5 separate regions of the Mus musculus genome follow, and all the other regions are linked to region 3. The links are chromatin contacts, called in public Hi-C and promoter capture Hi-C maps. All regions are on one chromosome and are shown on one strand. The core of a region is the stretch at or near the end of the contact, and the rest is flanking DNA. Distances in the headings are between cores, read along the strand shown. Region 1 holds the start of Nsf (N-ethylmaleimide sensitive fusion protein). Region 2 holds the start of Ftsj3 (FtsJ RNA methyltransferase homolog 3 (E. coli)). Region 3 holds the start of 1700052K11Rik (RIKEN cDNA 1700052K11 gene). Region 4 holds the start of Strada (STE20-related kinase adaptor alpha). Region 5 holds the start of Ern1 (endoplasmic reticulum (ER) to nucleus signalling 1).

Region 1 (3,109 bases), core at 607-3,106, 1.2 Mb before region 3:
GGTTTAAACTAGAGTTCAAATAGTCTTGAATTAGTTATTTTATTTATTTACTCATGTATTTAATTTATTTGAGACGGTGTCTATGTACTCCTGGCTGTCTTGGAACTCACTATATGGACCAGGCTGGGCTCAAATTGTCAGAGGTCCTCCTGCCTCTGTGAGGATCAAAGGTGATCACCCATCCTTGTTCTTGATTACAAACAGACACTTCCACACATCAATTTGGAATTTAGAGGGCAGTTCTGTAGAGGATGGATGAAAGCTTGAGCACCTCAGGCATACAGACAGTTGTAGCTTTGGCTCAGAAGGGATTAGCTGAGGAGAGGAGATAAAACAGAGTGTGGGAATTGAATGACAGGGAGGAGGAAGGTGACTCCGAAAGAGAGATGAGTCAAAACATTAGCCCAGCATTACTGAAGCCATGGAAGAATGTCTTCCATTAAGGAGGAGACGGGCAACACTGTCAGACGCTCTGAGACATCACGTGTAACAAGGATTGGGAAATGGGCATGAATTTTAGGGATGCATTTCAGTCCGACTGTGGTGGGCCCAGGAGGTAGCAGGTGGTAGGCAAATGAGAGTCAACACACACAGAAAATCACCAGACTTTGCCACTGGGGGAAAAAAAATGGTTAGAGGAAAAGTCTGTGGGGGCAGAGGGAGGGTTTAAGAGACCAGTGCATTCCAGAAGGGCTGATGATTCAGGAGAGGGGCTCCTGAGGAGGCAAAAACAGACCCTGAAATAGTTAAAAGGGTCAGCTTGAGATAAAAGGGGGATTATGAAAAAAGGAAGAGAAAAAGATGGAGCTAGTCTGATGACCTCTACCGTCTCTTTGGGACTTTAGAATCTCATGACCTACAATTCTCTTTAGACAGGACATTTACATATATGCATACATGTATGCAAACTTATTCAAATATTCAGGTGTAAGTGAATCAGTCAAGCACAACGTTAGTCTGTAATGACGCAGTTAATGTCCCCAGGTTTCGAACAGGGCAATCTCTGGGCAGGATCCATCCATCAGCGATATTAGCTCTGATGCCTACTGCAATAACAGCAGTGACCTGGCCCCATCTCTCCTCGCCAACCCCAATCCTACCCCGCCGTCCTACGAGCTTAATGGGGAAGTAAAATGTAAATCCCTGAGACTACAACACAGCCTGCTGCATTCGAATCGACTGTCATTTAGAAAAACAAAACGTGACACCCCAAGTCCATCTGCACGAAAGACATTGCTGCTTCACAGCTGATATGTTTCTCCCCAGGAGATGGTCTAAGGTTAGCCGTAAAAGTAATTTGCAGACCTCCCCTCCTCTTTTCATAACATTCATTTAGGAAGAACTAGAAATGGGTTCCCACACCCTCGCCCTGACTGCAGCAGACTACACCCCGCGGTTATCCGGCAGTGCCACCTCAGAAACCCTCGGAGGAGTGTGGAGGGCACACAGCGCTCGTCAGAGGGGGGCTCCAGTGGCCACTACCCTCAAGATGCTTGAAGGACGAGAGAAACGAGCCCCAGGGGATGACAAGGGAAGCACTGGAGACCCGGGGGACGAAGAGACAACCCTCGGGGAGGACAGAGTTTCTGAGCAGAGCTAATCCCCTGCCGCAGCTACACTGTCTCGCCTCCAGCGTTGCTCTGACCTCCCTTCCTTCAGCGTTCCTGGGTGCTCAGCCTCGCGCCCCTTCCCCGGAGCCCTCGTGGACCTCGCAGCAGTCGCGACCTCGGGCGATCCGCTGCGAGCCCGGGCTGCCCGGCCGCCACTCACCCGGCCCGCCATCTTCGCGGACACGTCCGGCTCCCAGGTTGCAGCTCCGCACTCTGCTGAGCCCGCCTCCGCCGCGCGCGTGCTCGCCGGCAGCCGGCCCTCGCGCAGGCGCGCAGCCGCCGGGAGGCCGCGCCCGCGCCCGGCCGCGTCCCCGACGCCCTTCCCCATCCCGTGCGAGCGCGCAGTCCGAGCACCGCCATTTTGGCTGAAGACAAGCTGGCCGCCTCACTGCTACCCGGTTTTCACAAAGCTGGCCACGTGGCCTTTTAATGGACTTTTAGCTTTCTGCTTCCAGACCTCTTAAAACAGAATGCGCCGAGAAAACCCCGCGTGGTTGCTGGCCTTTCCCCCAAAGGGGACTGTGGAGGGGGCGCGCAATAGCTAAAAGCTGGTTCTGAATTCGGATTCTATTCGAATCCGAGCTTTTCTTTGCAGGCACACTTGTTTTGAGAGTGAATCATAATTATATATGCGCTAGCTTTATAGTTCGATATTTTCATTTATAAGCACAACTTCTATCTTTTTTAAGGTGTTTGTTTGTTCGTTTGTTTTAACGTGCATTGGTATTCCGCCATCCACCTCTGCATGTTCAAAACTCTATTTTGAGTCCTCAGGAAAAAAAAAAAAACAATGCCACAGAAAAACTAAAATGATTTGGATAAGACAAAATACCAGAAGATAGTTCTATAAGCAGCACAGCAGTAAAAGTCTCACACAGGAAACAAGACAGGTGTACCCTGTCCTGCCAAGGCTGAAAGTGAGACTTTTAGCATGTAGCAGGACTTCAGGGTTAAGGAGGAATGTTTGACATAGCCTCCTCATATCCGTTCCCTTATGTCCTCTTCAGCACTTTTCTCTAAAGTACTCTTGGGTCCCCTTACAAATATATAATGTCATTTAAAATGTATGCAACATGTAAAAATAAGACATGATATCTATGAGAATACATGAGATATTCAATAAGATTACTCCCTAAAAGGAAAAGTAAAGTTGGAGGAACCCTCTTAGAGGAAAGTCTCTGGGATGGAATGGGTACCTCTTCCTGGGAGCAAACCTGAAGACCTTGAAATACTCTAAAAGGGAGATACTAGGGGTAGGGGGTGCAGCCTAATCAGTCCTGAGAAGCACTCAGCAGGCCCAGGGAACAGCAAACAAAAGGGTGTACACACCGACAGGGATAAAAGGGAGCTACAGGGGTATTTCCTATGCTAGGGTGGTCAAGATAGGGACCAGTTTTTAGTAACTGGTAAGTCAGTAAGTCAGAACCATTCACACTATCAATATCTTCACTGTAATGAGTGTCTCTAAGAAAGGACTCAGAACTAAGCAAAAATTATAT
Region 2 (2,785 bases), core at 61-2,560, 1.1 Mb after region 3:
AGAGTCACCCACCTACAATAAGACTGGATACAGGCATAAACTTGGCAGCCACCTGCAGCCTGTGAAAGAGACAGATTTAAATACCTTTCATCCTCCCTTGGCAAGGTGACTTCTCATCCCCTTAAGAGGCACCTGTTAAGTGTAGTGGCCAAATGTCTATGCATACATTCAAGAAGCAACCTGCTGGGCATGGCAACACAGGGCTGCATTACCAGCCACTAAGGAGGGCAAGAGATTAAGACCAAAAGTTCAAGGCCATCCTTGGCAATTTTTCAGCGTCCCTGTCTCAAAATAAAGCAATTGGAGATATAACTCGGTGGTGGAGGGGCTGCCTAGCATGAGTTAAGTCCTTAGCATGAGTTAAGTCCTTAGGTTCAGTACCACAAGAGGGGGAAAATGACGCTCCCTTCCAAAATTTGAGAGAGACACATACTATGGAATATTTAATCTGAATTGTGTAATCGGATTCCCATCCTCCCCGAAAAGCAACTCAAAGCCAACCAGTGCCAGGAACGTGTCATCATAGCAGCCCCTGCCAAACGTTACCATCCGCCAGGCGCAGCACACAGGTCCAACAAGGCCCGGGCTTTCTGCAGGAACTGAAAGCGGCGATTGAGCTGGATCAGTTTGAAGGCAGAGCGCGAACGATAACCTGGATCGTGGAGAGTGGGTGTATAAGGCAATACCGTCTACGGAGGCCTTTCCCAGGAGGAAAGCCTCACAATCCCATAACCCCCTCGAAGGAAAAGGAACTCGGGACTAGAAGAAGCGAAAAGACGGGGATGTTGTTCCTCAGCGCGAACCCACTCACCAGTCTCCTTGGCCAAGTGATAGAACTTGTCCCGCCGGCTCTTGCCTACTTTGCCTTTCTTGCCCATGGCGGGATGGGGGAGTATCACTCACTCTGGGGAGAAAGAAAAAGGTGAGATCGTCTTTCCGAGCACTGGATCTCGCTTCGGTTCCTCAGGCGGTGGAGCAATCACTTACCCAGACGTTAGATAGCCCTTAACTCCGCAGGTTTTCAACTCTTAGGAAGCAGCACATGTAGGCAGTAATCGTACTTCCGCTTCTGCGCGCGTTTCCTACATTCCTGGCGTCATGATTTCCGCCATTTTGAGTGTGGCCAAAATTTTTTTGTCAGCAGGCCTTACAAGTTAAAAGTAGAGGCTAGGAAGTAGAGTGCAATAACTCGTATCCTAAACGCTAGGAAGCATCAACCAGAAGTTCTATATCTCTTCACAAAACTAGTGACCTCCAGTAGAGCCTCTACTAATACAGCCACTGTGTTTGTATCGCCACACACCCCGCCCATTGACCCGGAACTGTTCTCGGTGGTGACCCAGGGCGCATGCTTTCGCCTCCGCGCCTGCGCGATAGAGTGACTTGGATGCCGGCGATCCCTGCCGAGAGAGGGAAGATGGCGCTTGATGGGCCAGAGCAGGTAAGGATTCTGCCGCGGCGGCTGGGCGGCATCCAAGCTGAGTGTGGAGTGCACAAAATCTGAAGTGAGGGGTGGCCACGAGCGAGAGGGTCCAGTGGATCAGGGGTGGGTGGATCACGTCAGACCGGACTCTGCCTGGGACTGGATCTGCTGTGTCAGCGCCGCCCTGAGGAAAGCAGGACAGGGGTGGGTGGAAACTGAATGAAGCTGGCAAGCCGGAATGGCCTGGGCTTCGACCTGGACTTGGTCCCTCTGTTCTGCCTTTGTCTGTAGTAGTTAAACCCTGGGGATGTGTAGCTCTAGCCACAGGGCAGTGCGCTCGGTGGGTATATGGCCCCTTGAGACTCCTAAAAGTCCTCGAAGGTAGGCGGTAATTGCATCCTTGTAGTGGATTCAGAAATGAAGGCTTAGAACCAAGAACTAAGCCTCCGAAGTTCAAACACACAGACCTCGCCCATCGAGATACCAGTTTCTGAGGAAAAGGGAATGGTATTTTCCTGACCTTGTTTCTTAAGCTATATGGTAGAGTGCCTCGAAAATACTTTGGCTTTACCCTTTAGTACTTTATGCCTTTTCTTTTTCTTTTCTTTTCTTTTCTTCTTTTTTTTTTTTAACACTTACACTTGTCTTCAGATGGAACTGGAAGAGGGGAAGGCAGGCAGTGGACTCCGTCAATATTATCTGTCCAAGATTGAAGAACTCCAGGTGAGTACAGACAGCAAAGGGAGCTAGTGGAGGACGGGAGCTGGTAGGTGCAGATTTCTCTGTGTCCTTTTTCCACTGGGAGTGCAGCAAAGAGTTCTTTTCCAATGTTGTTCGTTTGCAGCTCTTTGCTTGTCTGTTTCTTATGTGTATATGTATATATGCCTGCGTAAGCTTATGTGTATCACATATATACAGATGTCTGTGCAAGTCAGAAGAGGGCAGTGGATCCCCTGAAACTTGAGTTACGTACAAATAGTTATGAGCTACTACAGGTGCTGAGAACTAAACCCAGGCCCTCTGCAAAAGCAGTAAGAAACCCTCTTGACTGCTGAGCCATCTCTCCAGCTCCTTTGTAGTCAGGAGGTACCAAGCTGTGTAAGGTAGATTGATAATCTCTTTGATGGGAATAGTGTTTAGTTAGGATTTTTTGTTTGTGTGCTTGCTTGCTTGCTTTTCCAGGTTTTTCGTTTTATGTGTTTGGGTGTTTTGCTTGCATCCAATGTCTGTGCCCTACATTTGCCTGTGAAGGCCAGAAGACAGTGTAGGATGCCCTAGAAGTGGAGTTATAGAAAGTTGTGAGCGGCCATGTGGGTGCTGGGAATCGAACCCAGGTTCTCTAGAGGAGCGGCTGGCTCATTT
Region 3 (3,076 bases), core at 146-2,645:
AATGTGGGTGTTATTTTCTTGATCTCACTATAATCAAAGAACTGTCTTTGTTTTCCCACTGTGCAGACTTGAGGAGCCACAGTGCACTCCTTTTGTTCATCATTTTCATGCTTGAGACTGACTGCATTCTGGGGGCTCCTCCTTGCCCCCTTTCCCTACCCTTTGCTCCTGACTTGCTCTTCCCCTCTTCCCTTCAAAACGTTCATCTTTCCAAGCAGCCTGGGATCTGGAAGATGACTCCCAATTTGAGTTTTTCTACTTGAGTTCTGAAGGATGGAGAATGTACAAAAAGGAATTATCATCCTTTGCCCATTTGGCAGGTCTCTGTCCAGTCAATATGTGGAAAAATTAATAATAACAGAATTCTACTTTGGAGTACTTGCCAACGCCTGGAAAAGTTCAAGCCGGCTGTGTAAAAGCTTGAATGTTTCTCTTGTGATTCCCTTGTAGTCCTTCAGACACGTTCAGACATCTGGTCAAGGAAGCATCAGAAGAAAACAAAAAGCTGAGTCGTTACTTTGAAGTCCGTGTCTTGGCTCGTGAAACTAGGTGAAGAAAGTGACTTTTTCCCCCTTTGGCGCTGGGGTCAGAGGTGGAACCCTTTCCCATGCAGGAAAGCCCTCCTGTCGCAGGCGCTCACCCTCTCAGCAGACACTCTGAAGAGCAGGCCCCCAGCACCCCAGGAGGGCCATCTTGTCACCGGAGGTTAAGATGGAACCTCCCCCTAGGTGCTTTGAGAGAGTTCCCCGGGGGGCGGGTAGCGACCTCCGCTCTGGAGGGGGGCATGCTGGTGAGGGCTCGGCTGTGATCCCAGGACACCTTTGTCCCTGGAGACGCCAGGCCAGTCAGGTACGTGGAAGGCGAGAGCCGCCGGCCGGCTTTCCGTGCCTGTGGCGTGGCGTGGCGTGGCGTGGGGTCTGGGGACGTGGACCATGGCTGCGGGGGATGGCCGGCTGGCGGACATCGGGTGGGCACCGCGAACTCAGTGACACCCCTTGCCCCGCTCCCGGGCTCTCTCCTCGGATCCATCGCTGGGCAGAGCAACCTCTTTCCTCACCCCAAAAAATGTGTGTAGATGAGAGGCAGGGCGAGCGCGGCAGTCCCGCCGGGTCGCCGCTCCGACGCTGCTCCGCGGCCTGAGGCGCAGCCCAACCGTCGGCCTCCGACTCTGTCTCCACAAAGGCGGGCTCCCGAGGCTCCGGCCCCGGCCGCTTACCCGGCGCCCCCGAGCCGACCAACCACCCCTCACGTCGCAGGCGGGGCCGCAAGCGCCGCCAGCCGCCCGCCCTCAGCAGCCCTGTCAGGCGCGGCCTGTTCCGCCGGTGCGGGGTCCCCTGGTTAACCCCTGCCCGCCAGCGCGGCCGCTGATTGGAGGAGGCGGAGCTCCGGGGGCAGCAGCGACCCTCCCCCCAACACCTTTCCCGTCCCCTCCCCCACGGCCGGCACTACCTCCCCCCCACCCCAGGAACACCCCCCCCCCGTGCCTCCCAGCCGTGCAAATCTCGCGAGGAAACACGCGGTTTCACTAGTGTGTTTACACCGATCACTACTAATCCGGACCGAACCGATCCGGATTAAGGGGCCGGAGGCGGGTCCTGGGCACTAGCGGTTCCGACCCCCCCCCCATCCCGCCCTCCGCGCCGCACCCGAGTGGCCCCCAGCCGAGCGGGCCCCCACTTCTCGGCCCGACCCAGACCCTTCTGCGCCTCCCTTGGCCTTTGTCCGGCGCCAGGAGGCCGGCCCCGCGCCCCCCGGCGGCCGCCCGGGCCCGGGCCCGCGTCAGCCGCCTGGCTCCGTACGCGAGCTCGGGGATCTGCGGCCTCCGTGGCCCCCCTCCCCCGCCCGCCCTGTCGTGGAGCCCGGCGCCGCCGGCGGCTGCCCGGGCGGGGGGTTGCGGCGCTCAGGAGAGGCCCCGGCTCCGCCCCGGGCCTGCCCAGGGGGAGAGCGGAGCGGTCAGCAGCCGGGTCGGGTCGGGGCCCCTCCCGAGAGGAGAGTGGAGCGGCAGCGGCGGCAGGTGAGAAGCTCAGCCCCTGGACGTGGAAGGGCGCCGGGGCCTGGGGTATTAACCGTCCCGGGGGCCCCACTCCAGGGCCCGAGGAGGCTGCGACCCGGGCCGGCGTCGTGCCGCAGCTCCTGGGCGCCGAGGCGGGAGGTGCTCCCCGAGGGCTGCGGGGTCGCCGAGGGGCCGGGCCGAAGATGGACCAGGCCCAGGCCTGGGAGTGTGGCGGTCGGCCTGCCGGGAGAGGCGACTCCGGGGAGCTGGAGGCCTCGGCAGCCTACGGGGCGCCCCCGAGAGCTGTCCCTCGCTCCGTCCGTGACAGGTGGGCCCGGAGTTGGGGAAAGTTTGGAGCCGGCGAGGGGCGCCGGGACCAGGCCCCATCGGTCCTGCTTCCCGGCTTGGGGCCATTGGGAGGATCCCGGTCCAAAGCCCCTCTGGAAAGAGATGGGGTGGGTATTTTCTGATCATGAGTTGACATTAAATGGGGTAACTGCTAGGGCCTCATTTTCTGGGCCAGGCCTGGGGATGGAGGGTTGGGAAATGTTTCCAGAGACCTTGGGATTGGGGAGAGACTGCATTGTAACCTCTGCCTTTCCGACCTCGATTATTAGGGCAGGACAAGTAGTGAGCAAGGCCACCTACCTACTTAGGGAAAACTCGGTTTTCTTCTCAGTCTTTTTTTTTTTTTTTTAAGATGCCTTTCTACCATTCTAACAGTTTCCTAATTCCTTACTTGTGTGTGTGAGTGAAACTTGAATTCGTCACCTTTTCATTCCCCTTTGCTCCAGGCATTCAGTCCAGGAAGGGAAATGAAAGTTAGGACGGGTGTAGGGGATGTTACTGGAAATTATGGAGCTGTTAGATTGCAGAGAAGGTTTGATTCCTTTTTCAGTGAACTTTAATACAAATTTCTGCCAATCACTCCAGGAGTGCCTCCAGTAACTCTGGAATACTAGAATGTTTGAAGGGTTCCTATGTTATGATGCATGCTCTTTTTCTATTCTCAATATTGAAGAACTTTTTAATGGATGATGCAAGAGTACTTTCTCCCATCGGATGGACAAACTTGCTCATAGC
Region 4 (2,761 bases), core at 224-2,723, 1.0 Mb after region 3:
ATTAAAGGCATATACCATCATGCCTGGCTCTCACATTAACTATTACACTTACCAATGTGTGTATATGTATGTATATATGTGTATATATATGTATGTGCTTGTGTGTGTATGTATGTATATATTTATGTGTGTACCTGTTTCTATGCTTGGTGAAGCTAAAGGACATTGTGTATTCTACTCTATCACTCTGGACACAGGCTGACAGCCAGCAAGCTCTGGTGTTTCTCTTGTCACAGGCTCATGGCCACACATGGCTCTCTACATGAGTTCTGGAGACGGCAGCATATCTTCCTATCTACAGAGACACCTCTCCAACCACCCAACCATACTATCGCCTCATTATCTCTCCCACTACAACAGGTACCGATAGGAGAATTCACTTGTTCTGACAGACTTTTTTTTCTTCTATTTTTACCGCTGGTCCTCCAAACTTTATGTCGGAGGTCACAACTATAAACCCAGCCAAAAAATCTTCTAAGAAACCTAATTAAAGGGTGAAGAGAGTTGACCAGTTTCCGTACTATAACTAATGGTTAAACTATTAAGTTCCTGCACTACGGCAGAAGCAAGTTAGCAATTTTCTTTTTGGTAGTGTGGAGAATGGAAAGCAAGTCCGCACTGATGTTAATCAAGAACTCAGGCGCTGAGCCACGCCCACAGTCTCAAATTTGGTTAATCAACCCTCAAGGATCTGAGTCAGTCTCAGGTGTTGGGTACCTCCGGATAAGGTTATCAACTATCATGAAGACCCATCCAAACACTGGAACATAGTTCTACTTCAACGGGTATTTCAGTAAGACCGAGTCCAACCGTCTGGGAGAAAGGGGTCAAATTGAAGTACCTTAGGGTCTTAGCAGAAGACTGAGTTGAGAAGTTATCTATTTCCTAAAATTATGAACAATTTTATTTAGCCACTCCCCTTCTGTCATGCTCACTCTCCGCCACCATACTCGGTCCCCAAAACTGCTGGGACACTTAAGACAACACATTTAGAAACTCTTCGTTTTGACCAAAGCAGAGAATAGCTCTGATCTTGCTTCCGTATGAGAACTCAACCCCATTTGGAAGCCCCGGAAAAGGTGGGGAGGCCATGCGGTAGCTAGCCTCTCCGGTCCGGCAACTCTGCTCAGCATCTCCCCAGCCAGGCCCAAGCCTAATTTTGCTCTCAGGCTGTAACCTCAATGCGGGAACCCAGAACCCAGGTTAAATGAGGGCCAGAGGAGGGCGAGGGTGAGCCGGGATGGCCACTTGAGGCTCACCCCCGAGGACACGGACTCGGAGTCTGGCAAGAGGGATTATCCCTGGGAGCGCACCAGGCGGCTCCGCCACCGGGTACCTGGTCTAGGAGTCAGAGCGCAGTACCGACTCCGTCTCGGCTCCGCCTCCTCAGTTTTGTAGCCGCGCTGCCGCCAGGCCGGTTGCTGGGAGGGAGGTACGCAACGTGACATGCGCAGTGGAGGGACCCAGGGAGACTGGCCGAGCCTCGCCCCTCCCCTTCACGGAACAAGCCCCTCCTACTCCCGCCCCACGGAGGAAGTCCCGCCCCTCCCCTACGGAGAAGCCCTGCTTTGCCCCACCCAAGAAGGGAGCTCCGCCTCTTGCCTCCAGCAGAGGAAGTCCTGCCTTGCCCGGTTCTCAGAAGATGCTCCGCCTTACCCCCTGCCCACTAAGGACTCTGCTTCGTCTCGCCTCGCTTCACCCCACCCATCCCAGTGGAGGAAGCTCCGCTTTTCCCCAGAGAGAGCTTCTGCTTCCATCCCACGTTACCGTTACCGGACATGCTAGACCCGCAGTCGCTTCGTCAGGGAGAGAGTTATTAACTAGTCTTTTTTCCCCTTTGCTGAGGTCGTTCCTTATCTAGGACGAAGGCAGGTTTCCCCACGTATGTGGAAGCGAAAGACCTTGTCATTGTTGCAGTTCCAAAGGACCCTAGAGTCTCCCTCGAGTCTCTGTACCCCTCCTAACCCAGCAGCAAGAAAAGGGGCAAGGGCTAACTATAGCTATTGACTTGGCTACCAGGGGTATTCCCACCCCTCATCCCACACTCTGCGGTTCCCAAATCCCAGGTGCCATTTCACCTGGTAGGACTCCAATTGAAAAACAAGTCTTTCTTGGGTCAGTCTCAGGCAATAGAACAACAAAGAGGAAACTTACCCTTTGTGCCCAAAGTTCCTTCTCCTTAAAGCACAGAAAATAGCTCAACTAAACGAGAGCTATGGTTTGTTTTTTGTTGGGGTTTTTTTTTTTTTTTTTTTTGTCCCTAAGTGCTTCATAACTATTTTTTGGTAGTGAGGTATTTTTGAGATAGTGTCGCATGTAGTCTGGACTGGCCTTCAGATCAGCTTCCCTCTGCCTCTGCTGGGATGGGATTAAAGACTTGGTGGTATGTCCTCTATTAGCAGAAACCTGTGATGAGTTTGCCTTTATGAAAAAAGACAGCAGGGGCCAAACCATATAGGACTAATAAAATGAGGACTCCGTTTTATCATGAAGTGATTTTTAGTCACTTCAGTTACTGTGGAGTGAGGGCCCAATACATCTGTGTACATACTGTCAAGTAATGAATACTTGTTTTTTTTCCTGTCTCAGATTTATACCAGTCGACTAACTTCCAAGAATTTTAAGTTTGGCCACATCATACAGGAACTTGGAAACGCACACTACCCTCACCTGAAGATCTCAATGTTTTACACACAGCTGTAACCTTGCCTAGTGCGTTTAACATGCCAAATTTGTTCTCAGTCTCACCACATTTCATCAT
Region 5 (2,760 bases), core at 89-2,588, 1.3 Mb after region 3:
TTTCCGTTTGGAAAAAAACAAACCAACTTGAATTTGAAAAAGTAGACCTTCTTTAATACTTCAGTAGTCTCTAAATTCTAATTTGTTATTCTGAGAGCACAGACAATTATTTACCTACAAGGCATAAGAGTTCAAAGAGTTGGCCGCGGCTGGCCCGCGGGTCTCCACACATGTCAGTCTTCCACCAGGACACCTGGTACATGATATGCCATATTAAAGGGAACACGGTACCTTCAAAGAGGTCATTAAATAGAACCAGCACAAGTGTACCATGCCCACATCCTGAAAAGTGCATTTTAAAAAAATTTTAAAGCCCCCAGTTCTTCCAACCAGAAGATGAAAATAGCCATGTCCGCCTACAAAATGTCCTCTTTAGCCAAAGTGTTCAAATCCTGAGTGGATAAAGAGTTAAATAAATATAAACCGATATTCTTCTCAAAAAAAAAAAAAAAAAAAGCGAAGACGTTTCTGACGGCCCCGCACGTGAGACAGCTTTAAGTTTTGCAGTACAACTCTGGCCCACACACCGGGTCTTTAAAAGGATCCAATGCCCACAGCTTAACTTGTTTAATGACACCTTCACTGTCTAGCAAAATTACTAGTAGGAAGCCCCCTGCCTCCGAATACAAAGAAACCTTCGGGTCAGGTAGGCAGAAACCAGCGGCGGCTGGCTAAAAACGCCGTGCCCATTCCCGGCTTCAAACGCTTTCCAAAGTCTCATTTAAAAACAAAACAAAACAAAAAACTTTCGAGTAAAGACTCAAAACTCCAGTCCACCACCCGCTTCCCCCGGCTTCGGGTGTCCATCCGCGGCCACGGCGGCAGTGCGGGCGCCCACCTGTGGAGACCGCGGGGCAGGTGGGCAGCGCGCCCAGGGCCCGGCCTTTGGGAGACAGCTCCGAGTCGCGCGCGTCCCGGGCCGTGGAGCCGCTCGCGGTCTGCCTCGGCCGCGCTGGCCCCGGAGGCGCCTCCGGAGGCGGACGCCAGTGTGTGGCCGGCCGACGCAGCTCCCACCGCCAAGCCTCCCGCAGCTGCCTCAGCCCAGGCGCCGGGCCTCCCGCCGCTGCGGCCCGGCTCGGACGCCAGCCCCCGCCACCGCGCGACTCTCCTCTGGCCGCGAGCCGGCCCGTCCCCGCACCGCACTCCCCTGGTTACTCACCCCGGGGCCGGGCGGCGGTAGCAGCAGCGCCAGCAGGAGCAACAGCCACCGGGCCGGCATGGCAGGACGTGGCCCTGACTCCGGGCCCCGCCGGCCGGTTCTGGAGCCCGCGCGAACAGAGGGCTGGACGGGGGCGCCGCAACGACAGCGCGGCACCGGCGGAGGATCGGTGGACACGGAGCTGACTGGGCGGCGGCGACACCCCCATTCCCAGCCCTATAAGTGCCTTGTGTCCCGGCTTCTTCCGGTCGGGGCGGGCTTTAGGGCGGTCCCGGGGGCGGGGGCTGTGAGAGGCGGAGTCACTGCCTGGATGGGGAGGAGCCTATGTTGTTTTGTGGGCGTGGTAAGAGTGGGAGGGTGGGGTTAGAGGCCAACGCGGTGCTAGCTTCTAGCTGCCTCCTATCCTGGGCGCTAGAAGCCGAAGACCAACTCTTGGCTTTGGGTATTTGTGGACGCTGTGCTTCTGAATGAAGAAGCTTGTTCGCAAGCCAAGGGAAAATGACATGTTGCCCCACAGGAAGTCCCACTCGCCCGATGAAGAACCCGAGGCGCCAGGCTTGCCCACAACCCTCCGTCTCCCTGCTGCCGGCCACCACTTACAAGGGTTGTCTAAGCGACCTCTAGAGCAGAGCAAGGGTTTCAGCAGCTGGCGGAAATTCGACCCTGAGACGCAGCCTTAGAGTTCACTGACGAGGGTCCTCCAGCTGTGCCTCATCCAGCCCGAAGGCCCCTTTCTTCCCTAGCCTTGCCCCTCAGGAATTCCCCGAAAGTCATGTCCAGCAGCCATCCGTTCCTCTCGGGATGAACAACAGCCAACTCATTCACCAAAAATTATAAGGAAATCATGCGGGCCTCTCGTGTCACATGTGTTTATGTGACCTTTGTAGATGTGGCCTGGTGAAGCTTGAGAGGACATGTGTCACAACTCTTTGGAGGTGGGCTGAGGACTCCAAGGTCTATTTAAGGGTGTGGATTATTAATCAGAACTAATGAGCCCAATAAGTTGTTTGGTCACTGGGTCCCAAGCTGCCCTCCTCTGAGTTGGAAGAGGGAGAACTTGTTTATAATAGGAAAGACAAAACATTCAGTGCTCAAGGAAAAAGTAGCTTATTATTCTAGTAGAAAAAGGGAGTTGCTGGGAGTGTAGTTCTGTTGGTACAGCACTTGCATAGTCTGCGAGAGAGGTACTGGGCTACATCTCCAGCCCTCCCAATATTGGATGTGTTGCCTCACACCTGAAATCCCAGCACCCTGGGGGTGGAGACAGGATCCGAAGTTCTAAGTAATCCTTGGCTACCTAGTGAGTTTGAAGCCAACCCAGATTATGTGGGGCCACGGGAGAACCGGAGCAAATTCTCTGTTTCCCCTGGCTTGCTCCTTTGACAGCCCGTTGGAATTTTCAGGTTTTTGAAGAGAAAAGGTTATCCTAGGGGGGGAAAAAACCGCAAAGAGGTAGTATATGATAGGTAGGGATTAGGGGTGTGTTGGGCTAAGGGCCCAGTCAGTATGTGCTTTGGGTCAACTCTATCCAATGGTAACAGACAGAACTGTCCCTAGGAAGACCAATCCTATTCCTGCCTCTACCCCCACAACCTGGAACA

Evidence for each region. Promoter capture Hi-C pulls out the DNA fragments that hold promoters and counts their contacts. Hi-C and Micro-C count contacts between places; a contact is called where the count stands out from the background.
Region 1: a contact with region 3 is called in a promoter capture Hi-C map of neutrophils, with 2.7 times the contacts expected there. The contact joins the promoter of Nsf here to the promoter of 1700052K11Rik in region 3. A contact is called at or near these places in 5 of 39 promoter capture datasets (embryonic stem cells, liver, neutrophils and 1 more), 1 of 484 Hi-C or Micro-C datasets (B cells), 1 of 115 datasets of contacts at active chromatin or transcription factors (extraembryonic endoderm stem cells) and 1 of 9 other capture datasets (adipose tissue).
Region 2: a contact with region 3 is called in a promoter capture Hi-C map of liver, with 4 times the contacts expected there. The contact joins the promoter of Ftsj3 here to the promoter of 1700052K11Rik in region 3. A contact is called at or near these places in 3 of 39 promoter capture datasets (liver and pre-B cells) and 3 of 115 datasets of contacts at active chromatin or transcription factors (embryonic stem cells and fetal liver).
Region 4: a Hi-C map of muscle stem cells shows a contact between it and region 3, with 3 times the contacts expected there. The contact joins the promoter of Strada here to the promoter of 1700052K11Rik in region 3. A contact is called at or near these places in 1 of 39 promoter capture datasets (erythroid cells), 1 of 484 Hi-C or Micro-C datasets (muscle stem cells) and 1 of 115 datasets of contacts at active chromatin or transcription factors (embryonic stem cells).
Region 5: a contact with region 3 is called in a Hi-C map of B cells, with 5 read pairs. The contact joins the promoter of Ern1 here to the promoter of 1700052K11Rik in region 3.

The regions. Positions count from the first base shown.
Region 1 is chr11:103,952,200-103,955,308 of GRCm38.p6, forward strand. Nsf (N-ethylmaleimide sensitive fusion protein) reads right to left here and starts at 1,857. Exons shown (of 21, transcript NM_008740.4): 1 at 1,771-1,857. The coding sequence starts at 1,782.
Region 2 is chr11:106,254,774-106,257,558 of GRCm38.p6, forward strand. It overlaps Ftsj3 (FtsJ RNA methyltransferase homolog 3 (E. coli)), which reads right to left and starts at 1,311. Exons shown (of 21, transcript NM_025310.3): 1 at 988-1,311; 2 at 812-904; 3 at 547-652; 4 at 13-59. The coding sequence starts at 878. Psmc5 (protease (prosome, macropain) 26S subunit, ATPase 5) reads left to right here and starts at 1,412. Exons shown (of 11, transcript NM_008950.1): 1 at 1,412-1,441; 2 at 2,075-2,146. The coding sequence starts at 1,418.
Region 3 is chr11:105,180,038-105,183,113 of GRCm38.p6, forward strand. It overlaps 1700052K11Rik (RIKEN cDNA 1700052K11 gene), which reads right to left and starts at 1,396. Exons shown (of 1, transcript NR_027956.1): 1 at 1-1,396. Tlk2 (tousled-like kinase 2 (Arabidopsis)) reads left to right here and starts at 1,490. Exons shown (of 22, transcript NM_001112705.2): 1 at 1,490-2,014.
Region 4 is chr11:106,192,130-106,194,890 of GRCm38.p6, forward strand. Strada (STE20-related kinase adaptor alpha) reads right to left here and starts at 1,474. Exons shown (of 13, transcript NM_001252448.1): 1 at 1,337-1,474.
Region 5 is chr11:106,486,458-106,489,217 of GRCm38.p6, forward strand. Ern1 (endoplasmic reticulum (ER) to nucleus signalling 1) reads right to left here and starts at 1,339. Exons shown (of 22, transcript NM_023913.2): 1 at 1,160-1,339. The coding sequence starts at 1,219.